Linked DNA regions of Mus musculus: region 1 is linked to region 2. A link is a contact called in public HiChIP or PLAC-seq data. All regions are on one chromosome and are shown on one strand. The core of a region is the stretch at or near the end of the contact, and the rest is flanking DNA. Distances in the headings are between cores, read along the strand shown.

Evidence for each region. HiChIP or PLAC-seq counts read pairs in DNA pulled down with a chosen protein or histone mark.
Region 1: a contact with region 2 is called in a RAD21 HiChIP or PLAC-seq map of pro-B cells, with 4 times the contacts expected there. The contact joins two enhancer-like sites. A contact is called at or near these places in 1 of 15 datasets of contacts at CTCF or cohesin (pro-B cells), 7 of 484 Hi-C or Micro-C datasets (the G1E-ER4 cell line, Th17 cells, cerebral cortex and 4 more) and 4 of 115 datasets of contacts at active chromatin or transcription factors (bone marrow-derived macrophages, embryonic stem cells, fibro-adipogenic progenitors and 1 more).

What each region holds. Positions count from the first base shown.
Region 1 is chr13:102,141,644-102,146,228 of GRCm38.p6, reverse strand. No RefSeq gene overlaps it. Among named protein-coding and RNA genes, the nearest start is that of Gm41044, 130 kb to the right of the region's middle. Within about 2 kb of position 2,193, at least 16 of the 459 cell types and tissues checked have an H3K27ac peak or open chromatin away from gene starts, as enhancers often do. A contact at or near this core is called in granulocyte-monocyte progenitors and pro-B cells, where this site is marked.
Region 2 is chr13:101,734,250-101,738,615 of GRCm38.p6, reverse strand. All of the region lies in intron 2 of Pik3r1 (phosphoinositide-3-kinase regulatory subunit 1), which reads left to right. Among named protein-coding and RNA genes, the nearest start is that of Pik3r1, 32 kb to the left of the region's middle. Within about 2 kb of position 1,780, at least 65 of the 459 cell types and tissues checked have an H3K27ac peak or open chromatin away from gene starts, as enhancers often do. A contact at or near this core is called in granulocyte-monocyte progenitors and pro-B cells, where this site is marked.

The DNA.
Region 1 (4,585 bases), core at 944-3,443, 410 kb before region 2:
CCCTTCTGCAGAAGCTGATACTAGATAATTTACCAGCGCACTGTTACTTTCTCCCTGGAAAAACAAAAGAAAAACAAACTAAGCAAACACAAAACAGCAACCTATAGTCAAGTCACTTAACAGCAGTTGAAGACCAGGATTTGGTGTGAGCACAAGAGACACTTATTGGCCTGCTTCTCCAGTTTAATTACTCTAAAATTTTTTGAACTACCATTAGGGTTGGATGCCATGTTTTCCTATGAGTTAGCAACAGCAAACAAAGCAAGGGCCAGCCATTTGGTAGACAGCTTTCTAAACTGAGAAAGGGTTTATTTTAGCTCACAGTTTTAATAGTCAATTTAGGATTAGATGGACATTGTTTTTAGTCCTCTGTTTGGTGGAATATGAGGGGTTAGCACACAATAGTGGGATATTGTAATGGAGCAAAGAGGTCATGGTCCAAAAGCAAAAACAGGAATCCCACAGTGCCCTTAAAGTGTACCTTCAATGGTCTAAAGATTACACTGGTTTATACTCTCGTTGGTTACAATCTCTCTCATTAGCAACTATGGCTGAGGATTGAGTTTTTTTCACACAGGGGCTTTTAGAGGACATTCTAAGCCTTTAATATGATAAATGGTGATTCTTTAATTAGCTCAATCTTTCCAAAACAGTGTGTGTTGGAATGTATCAAGGCTGCCTGAGAAATTGATATATGTCAATCTTTAAGTCAAGAGGAAGTAATCAGAGATACCTATGTGAACCATAAAGATTCTAATTTCAATAATATTTAGAAGTCAAATGTGTGTGGTGTCTATGCATGTGTGTATGGGTGGACATATATGTGTGTGCACATGCATATGCATATGGAAGCTCGAAATTGATTCTTTCTTGATAGTGTTCTCCTTTATTTTTATTAAGTCAGGAAGACTTTCAGAACCCAGAACTCACCAATTTAGCTAGCTAGCCAGCCTGTTCTAGGAATCCTTGGTCTCTGCTTCCTGAGTGATGAGATTGCAGGAGGCTTCCACATTTGCCCAACTTGTATGTAGGCTCTCGGGATTTAAACTTTGATCCTCATATGTGTGTGCAAGCACCTTATCCACTGAGCCATCCATCTTAGAGAGATGCTAATGCTGAGAACAAAACTAGAAACTCCAGGAGAGCCGTCAGTAGGACAATAGTTAAATGTTATTTATTGTATGCTACTAATCATATAATAATAGAAAATAGAACTCTGAACAAATATCAAGTACAAAGACATAATAAAGTTGCTTACAAAATGCTTAACCTCTATTCGATGTATATTTTCATACATGCATGATATTGAGACAAATGGGTCTTTTTATAGAAATCTGTAAAATTTTGAATTTTCTTCGTGACTTTAACAGGTGTTATGTACAAATGCACATTTATAATTTATGCACATGTGTAGTGAGATATATTCTTAAAATCAAAAGTGTAAATATGTGATATGTTTATTGACACGAAACTAAATACCACAAACACGTCCATGCCTTAAAACTTAAACTGTGACTTTTATAAAATATGATCATGAAATACGAAATGCAGTTTCAGTAACTACTTTTTTCTTCCTGAGATTGATTAAGTGATTCCACAGCTCATCTATAAGCTTGGCAGAGGTTATGAATGGCATTCTCACTTAGCTTAGTCGTCAAAATTTTACATAATGAGCACATTATCACTCCATATCTGAAAATTCTTAATATGGTAGTGTAAATCATTAATGCATACTTAATAAATAATGGGGTCTAAAAATGTGTTTAATCTTTTATGTGTGTGTATCCTGTGAGGAAAGAGATATGGAAATGTCAGAAGGGACAGGATTGCTTCTGCTGTGCAGATGGAGGAGTTGGAAAAGTCATATACAGAGACTGGTTGAACACCATGCTCAAGTCGGGATTATAATCTGCTCACTTAATATTAAGACTGGAAGGCACTGTCTTCCTCAAGACCCTGCCCATGGTATTATTTGCCATTGGGGGCTGCTTGGAGATGGCCCAACTTTATGAAGAAGGACTTAGAAGATCTGTGCCTATAGTGGCTGTGATGTGGGGTGTCAAACCTTTGCATGTTGTTTGTAAAAACCAATACTTTCAATGGGGGAAAAGAAAAAAAGAAAATGCTAGTCTGTGACACAGTTCCACCCCCAGGAGGATGTGACAGGGGCCCCGTGTTTCCTGTCTCAATTAGTTTCTTTTTCTCAGGAATAAACACTGAAACCAAATGTAAGTTTTGCAATAGAGGCAACCATGTGTCCAAGAAACAGCATGGAATTTGAAATCCAAAGACCTGATTGAGTCACTTCTCCCACCCCGCCTCACTGAGCCATGCAGACCAAGCCAATGAATTCATTTCATGTATCCCTTCATCTATTCAGTTAGTAAGTATTTGTTCCTCTACCATACATCAAGCCATAGCCCTGTACTAGAAATCAGTACCAACCAGAAGCCCAACAGCATACAAACACTAACACCAAAATAACCAGAAGACGAATATCTGTTTAATTATTTTATGTGAACGTTTTGTCTACACATGTGTCTCTTCACAATGTACATGCCTGGTGCCTGAAGAAGGCAGAAGGAATGGAATCTTCTGGAACTGGATTCACAGGTGGTGCGGAGTCACCCTCTGGGTATTGGAATCAAACCTGAGACTTCTGGAAGAGGAGCCAGTGCTCTTAACTTCTGACCCATCTCTCCAGACTGAAGATTATATTTTTAGGTAGAAAAAACCAAACAAACAAAAACAAAAAAACAAGCAAACAAACAAAAACCAAAGACAACAAAAAACCTTTAAGGGAAGTAAGTCAGAACAGTGTAAAGAAACCACAGGGATGGGGGTGTAGGGTGGATGGGATATGTGCAAGCAAAGCCTGAACCCTGAGTTGCCCCGTAGCCTAGCGCTTCCAAGTATGTGGGACTTATATTCACATAAGGAAGACATATAAGAAGGTTGGCATGGCTGGAGTAGAGAACAAAGGAACACTAGCTCACCACTGGCATCATCATGGCGATTGTGTGGGTGGGAGGACAGCCCTAGGGTACCTAAGGACAAATGTTGGAAGACAACAAGGAAGTGTTGCCTAAACGTCCCTCAGTCATGCTGCAGAGGCTCTGTGTTTGGCCAGAAGGCAATATGGCGGCTGCAATTTTCCGTAGGATGTCCTGCCAGCACTACTATGGGGGCTTAGCAAAGGGCAATACTGCGTTCTGTATAGAAGGTGTCCATTTCTGCTGTGGAACCTTTCTGTATTAACGGCTAATACGTAACACACAGCTGGGCCCTCTAAGCAGCAGACATCTGGTATGCCAGTGTGCATGTCTGTTATTGTCACTTGCCATGTCATATACAAGAACAGACACTCGGTAACAGGAAACTTCGTCAATGCGTGGGGCAGTGTAAGGAGGAGGCTTTTCAGGAGAGTCAATTTCCCAATGCATGCAATTGTGTGTAGGCAACCTTCGCCATTTTCCTGTATCAGGTCCTTTCTACCTGGATTCCACTCCACGTCTCAGGCTGATGTAATCTATCGCCTGCTTCACATTTGAAGAGATACGGTCACCTAAGAATGATGTGGGAACCCAGATTTGGTCACCGTCTCTCTTTCCCACAGTCTGAGAGAGAGAGTGGGAGTCACTTGGGTTAGCATTTGACAACATAATGCAGGGTTGTCAGACCCGATGCTCATCTCAGACCGTCGCCTCTCCTCCGCTACTCTGCCATTAGCCTTGACCCCATTGCCCTCTCCCGTCTCTGCTTCTCAGTCTACCATATCTTGCTCTGCCAGCTCACACTGTATTTTCCTGGGGCGAATTTTCTGCCCAGAAATGTGAGAATGGAGGGAGTCACAGCTGTGTGTGCTTATCCAGGGCTACAGAGCCTCCATGCCTTGGTGTGGAAGCACCTGCTTGTCCACAGGTTCACATACGTCCAGGCCGCACAGTCCTGAATGGACAACGTCATCACCCCTCAGCTAAGTACCGGTGACATCCGTGTAAGCTTCAGTGGACTTCAGAGCCTTTCAAATGTGCTTTCTCATTGCTAACTCGCTGGTCATCTGTACATTTGGCTTGGTAAACTTGAAGTCATAGGCTCAGCTCTCCTCAGGGTGCAATAGCAAAGCGAAACACAGGTTCACAGCGTTAATCAGCAGCTCTCATGACGCGGACTACCTTGAACTGCAGTAGATAACATTTTAAAACATTTCGGTAAAGTGTGAGACTAAACAACAGTCGTTCAAGCTCATGCCGGACACTGCCTTGTTTGTGCAGGGACCAGGATGAAAAACTGCCATTACCGCTGTGAAATACCCATGCAGGCAACGCCCGTAGTATGGAGCCAGAAACTGGTCTAATGAGCCTGGGTGAGTAATCAACGGGCTAACACACAGTGGTCACCAAAATTTTGTTGCTATCTTGAATAGCCACTAAAAAAAAAAAGAGAGACCACTCTCCAAATGATTATTAAGTAACTCATTCGGTTCTGTCTTCAGTCCCTTTTCTCCATACCAAGAGCATACAGAGCTGGCCTTTAAATTCTTCAGCTCTTGCTTTAACCACAAACAGAGTAAGACTTTTGTAGA
Region 2 (4,366 bases), core at 531-3,030:
CTTACAGTGAAAAGATTAAACAGCTGAAGTTTAAATTAAATCATTAATTTGGAGTTTTCTGTGACTACATTCATTATATTCTCTGTTGGGATTACGTTCCTGTGGATTTGACAGATACATAAAAGTGACAATATGTGCTTATCAAGGGCAAATAAAAGTTCTGCACGCTGAAATCCTGAGTGGTGTTTTTAGTTTTCTGTTTATATTAAAACCTTTTAAAATTGAAATGATTTAACGAGGTTTTCTTTTTCTGGATACCTAGTAGAAGAAAAAATCAGAAGCATGAAGCAATTGAGTATATTTACGTGGAGACAGGCCTGAGTGATGGAAATTTTTTTTTTTTCTTTCAGTAGGATTTAGCAGAAAGCATGTGTCGAAAGTCTTACCTAAATGGGTCATAATTAAAGACGTTGGGGCTTATTTATTTTAATTAGAAATATTAAGCTACACTCAGTGGGCTTCATGGAAAAAATTTTTTTCTAATTGCATATTTTATTTTACGTCAAGTAATAAATTAAATTTTTGTGGGTACCAAAAAGACGTTTTAGCTTTAACCACAATCATAACTCATGCTAAATATATTAATGTTGTGTTGATTAGCTGGCTAACTGTTTCTGGAGAGTTAACTGGTGAGACCTATTGTTGTTGATGTTTTTCGTTTTCCAGTAATAGTGGCAGAGCAATCAGTGTCCTTTCTGGAGAAAGGTTCTCGTTTGAGTTGCTCTGATCAATACAGGTGACTAGAAGCAGAGGTAAAGAGCAGCGCTTACTTCTGCTGTGTTCTCTTTAAAACTCTGTCAGATGCTGTTGTTGCGTTGCCCCTCCCGTGGGTTTGACAGAGTTTCTGGGAAATCCACAGAGGCAACTCTCTCAGCCTCTTACGAAAAGGGGCAGAATGGAAGGGGGAACTCACTCACAGTTCCTGTCGGGATTAAACCGGGCATCCAAGTGGCGCGCCTCAGGTTGACTCTCAGACCTAGCTGCTGTCTCTGGGATGGAAGATCCCATCTCAACATCCTCCATGTATAGCACAGAACAATCCTTGTTACCCATCTCGTTTTCTCGCCAAAGAGAATCTGTAGAACAAAGCAATTTAGACTACTCAAGTACATTGGCCATTCCCAGTTGTCTTTGACAGTTCTTAATTAGAGTAAAAACGGACACAGTCAGCAGTAGGAACAGTTTTTCGGGACATTTGGGAATTTGTACAAATATACTTTAGAGGAAAAAAAAAAAAAAAGAAAGACAAACTGTTTGGCTTCTGCATCATTTATTATGTGTGCGCCCTTGAATCTGGTGTAAAGTGCCTGGGATGAAGATTGGTTTCTGCTATTGTACAGCCAAAGGGGTAGCCATTGCACTATGGTCTCAGTTACATGGTGAACTTGTAAATAAGTCAGGCATTAAAAACTTCCAGTGGCATCCTTGGCTGAGAGTCCGTCTTAGTCACTGTGAAGTATTTGCTGCATGACCTAAAGATGGTACCATAACATACATAGCCTTGGCTTTCTCATCTGTAAAATGGGATCGATGGCCAGGAATGAGCTGTGTGGGAGCTCTCTCAGACACACCTCCACTCCCAGAAGACCCCAGGACCTAAGGCTCATTGATGATAATTCTCAAAACAGAAAGGACACATTGAACACACACACACACACACACACACACACACACACACACTCAGTGTTTCTTAGACTTAAGTGATATGTTTGAACCTGACGAAAATGAAAGGAATTGAGATTGCCCGGCCACAGGAAATAGAGGCCAAGGGCCAAGTTAAACAGCTGAAACCACGCACAAAGCAGGAGATCATGGGAGATAGCAAACGCTTCGACGCTCTCTTTGTCGGTGTTTGAGGGAGAAATGACAGCAGAATTGTCATGTTTAGACCAGCTGCCTCTTCTACCTCACCTGAGAGTTCTCCTCCTCGTCCGTGGAAGGCAGACAGGACCAGCTGTGTTCTGTGGCAAAATGCGTTTTTCTCCACAGCTCGGTGCTTTCCCAGGCGCAGGCACCCTGGAACCTGGAATGGTTTCGTTTCTTAGCACAGAGTTTTCATTTAACATGGAACATTGTTGCTTGAATGATGCTCATTAGGAGTCTCTACTCATGTTTTCCTTTGCCTGCTTCAATAGTATCTAGTTCTGTTTTCTGTTTGTTTCTTGTTTTGTTTTCCAAGACTGTTCTTCTTTAGTCCTAGGAGACTAATACTTTACACACACACACACACACACACACCCAAGCTGACCTCTAAACTCATGATAATCCTCCTGCCTCAGCTTCTCTAGAGCTAGAATTATAAGTATAGGCAATCAGGCCCAACTGTTTGTGCCACTTAGGTATAAACCATTCCAGGGTCATGGATCTGTTAGGCAGAGTTTAGTTGACTCCATACTGTATCTTCAGAGGGCATAGTACTGGCAAAACCATACCCAGAGCTGCAGTTCACTTCTGCTTTGTCCATTTAGTGTGTCCATTTCCTCTTTGAGGAAAACCTTTGGTTTTTCAGAACTCCATTTTCCTTTACAAAGTCAGAGTTGCAATAGCAAAATAACTTAAAAATATTTTGTTTTCTTGCTCACTAATTCATTATGAAATAGCTCAATGCTTAAAAGGAAAAAAAGAAAAAATGTGCTGGGTCTTGGTGGGAGGGAGGACATGCCTGCCTGCCTGCTCTGAATCTGATTCTCCTGCCCAATAGAGGTTGCCATCTATTGGCCAAAGAGAGAAATAAAATGAAAAGTTCGGCCCACGCTCCAGGTGGTGCGATGGTCACGGAGAGGTTCTTTTGGTAAAGTTCTTGGCTAAAATATATGAAAATGCATGATTCTTTAGGAACCTTAAGCCCAGGATCATTGGCCGTAGCCGGTCTCTGTAAGTCATGATAGGTATTTAAGAAGTGGCTACATAGCTCTTTTAAATGCATATTTCTTGAGACCACCAGAATTCCATTTTAATGAAATATTAAATGGAGTTTTAATTAGACAAATTGATGGCTGATTTTGTAACTCTGTGGTTGGTTTGGGCTTTCTTTCATTCCAGCCTTTGGAATCTGGTATTTCCTGCCCAGCTGACATGAGACAGGCTCTGTAGAACGGGCAACTGGTGGCTCTTGGTGCTGGGATCTGGTTAATTTGACCATGTGCACTATTTAGAGGTTTAAGTAGTGGCATCTCTCCAGAGTTGTATAATGTCATAAGGTGCATTTGACAAAAAAAGGGAGGTGGTTCGTGGAAAATTCTCAAGCAACTGCAAACAGGGGAAAGAGTTCCTTTGGTCTTGGGTGGACACACACACATACTCACCCACTCCACACTCCACACACACACACACACACACACACACACACACACACACAAACACATAGGACAGCTTGAACTTAGAAAGCACCAGTATAACAATTTTTATTATTAATAACACATCATTTTAAATTGACTTCTCATCCCTAATATCTGAAAATAATCTTATAAATCCTGAAAGCTAAATTGTATATACATTAGTGCTTTACTTAATATGCCTCACCATGGTGTGTGTATGTGTGTGTGTGGTGTATGTGTGTGTGCGTGTGTGTGTGTGTGTGTGTGTGTGTGTGTGTGGTGTATGTGTGTGTGTATGTGTGTATGTATGTGTGTGTGTTGGGTAGTATCCTAACCAACTATGAATAAGGCTCACAGTCTAACCTTGTGGTTTTATTTCTTCCTTACCTGCCTGTTCATATTTGGAGTGTGAAGCTTTTTTAAATGCTGTGTACTACCCAAGTAATCATTTGATACCCTGGATTCAGGCATTTGACGTTCAGTTAATTAATTCCTGTGCCTTCCACTGTGAACTAAGAACGATGACAGCTAAAGAAGGAGGCGGTACAAGAGAAACCAGGAAACCCATATGTTATTTGCTTCCATTTTCACATAGTACACCTATATATGTGTGAAACAAATATATAAACTGTTACAAAGCAGCATATTGATGAATTGAAATGAGTGGAGCATGATACGAGCAAGAAGCCGGCAGGAGAACGGTTGGAGTGGGGCCTAGAGAAAGCAGAGTTTTTGAAGGAAGCGAGACATGTTTATGTGTTCTGATACAGGTCAGTATTAGGCTCACCCTGAATGGCTTAATGTCATGTGAGCAGTGGGGAGAAGAGAAAGGGCAGCATCATGGAAATGGTTGAGGCATGGGCATCTCCTGTGGGCAAGCCGAGATGTATTGTTGAGGTCAGGCTGTGTAACTTCCTTCTGAAAAGGCCCTGCCCATTTACCAGTCATGATACCTTTCTTTCACTTCTATTTTTGTCCCTTCCTTTAGGAAAAGGACTAGATGCTTACTCGTTAGTTAAAACTCAAAGTCATTTTCCTGTTCTGGTTGC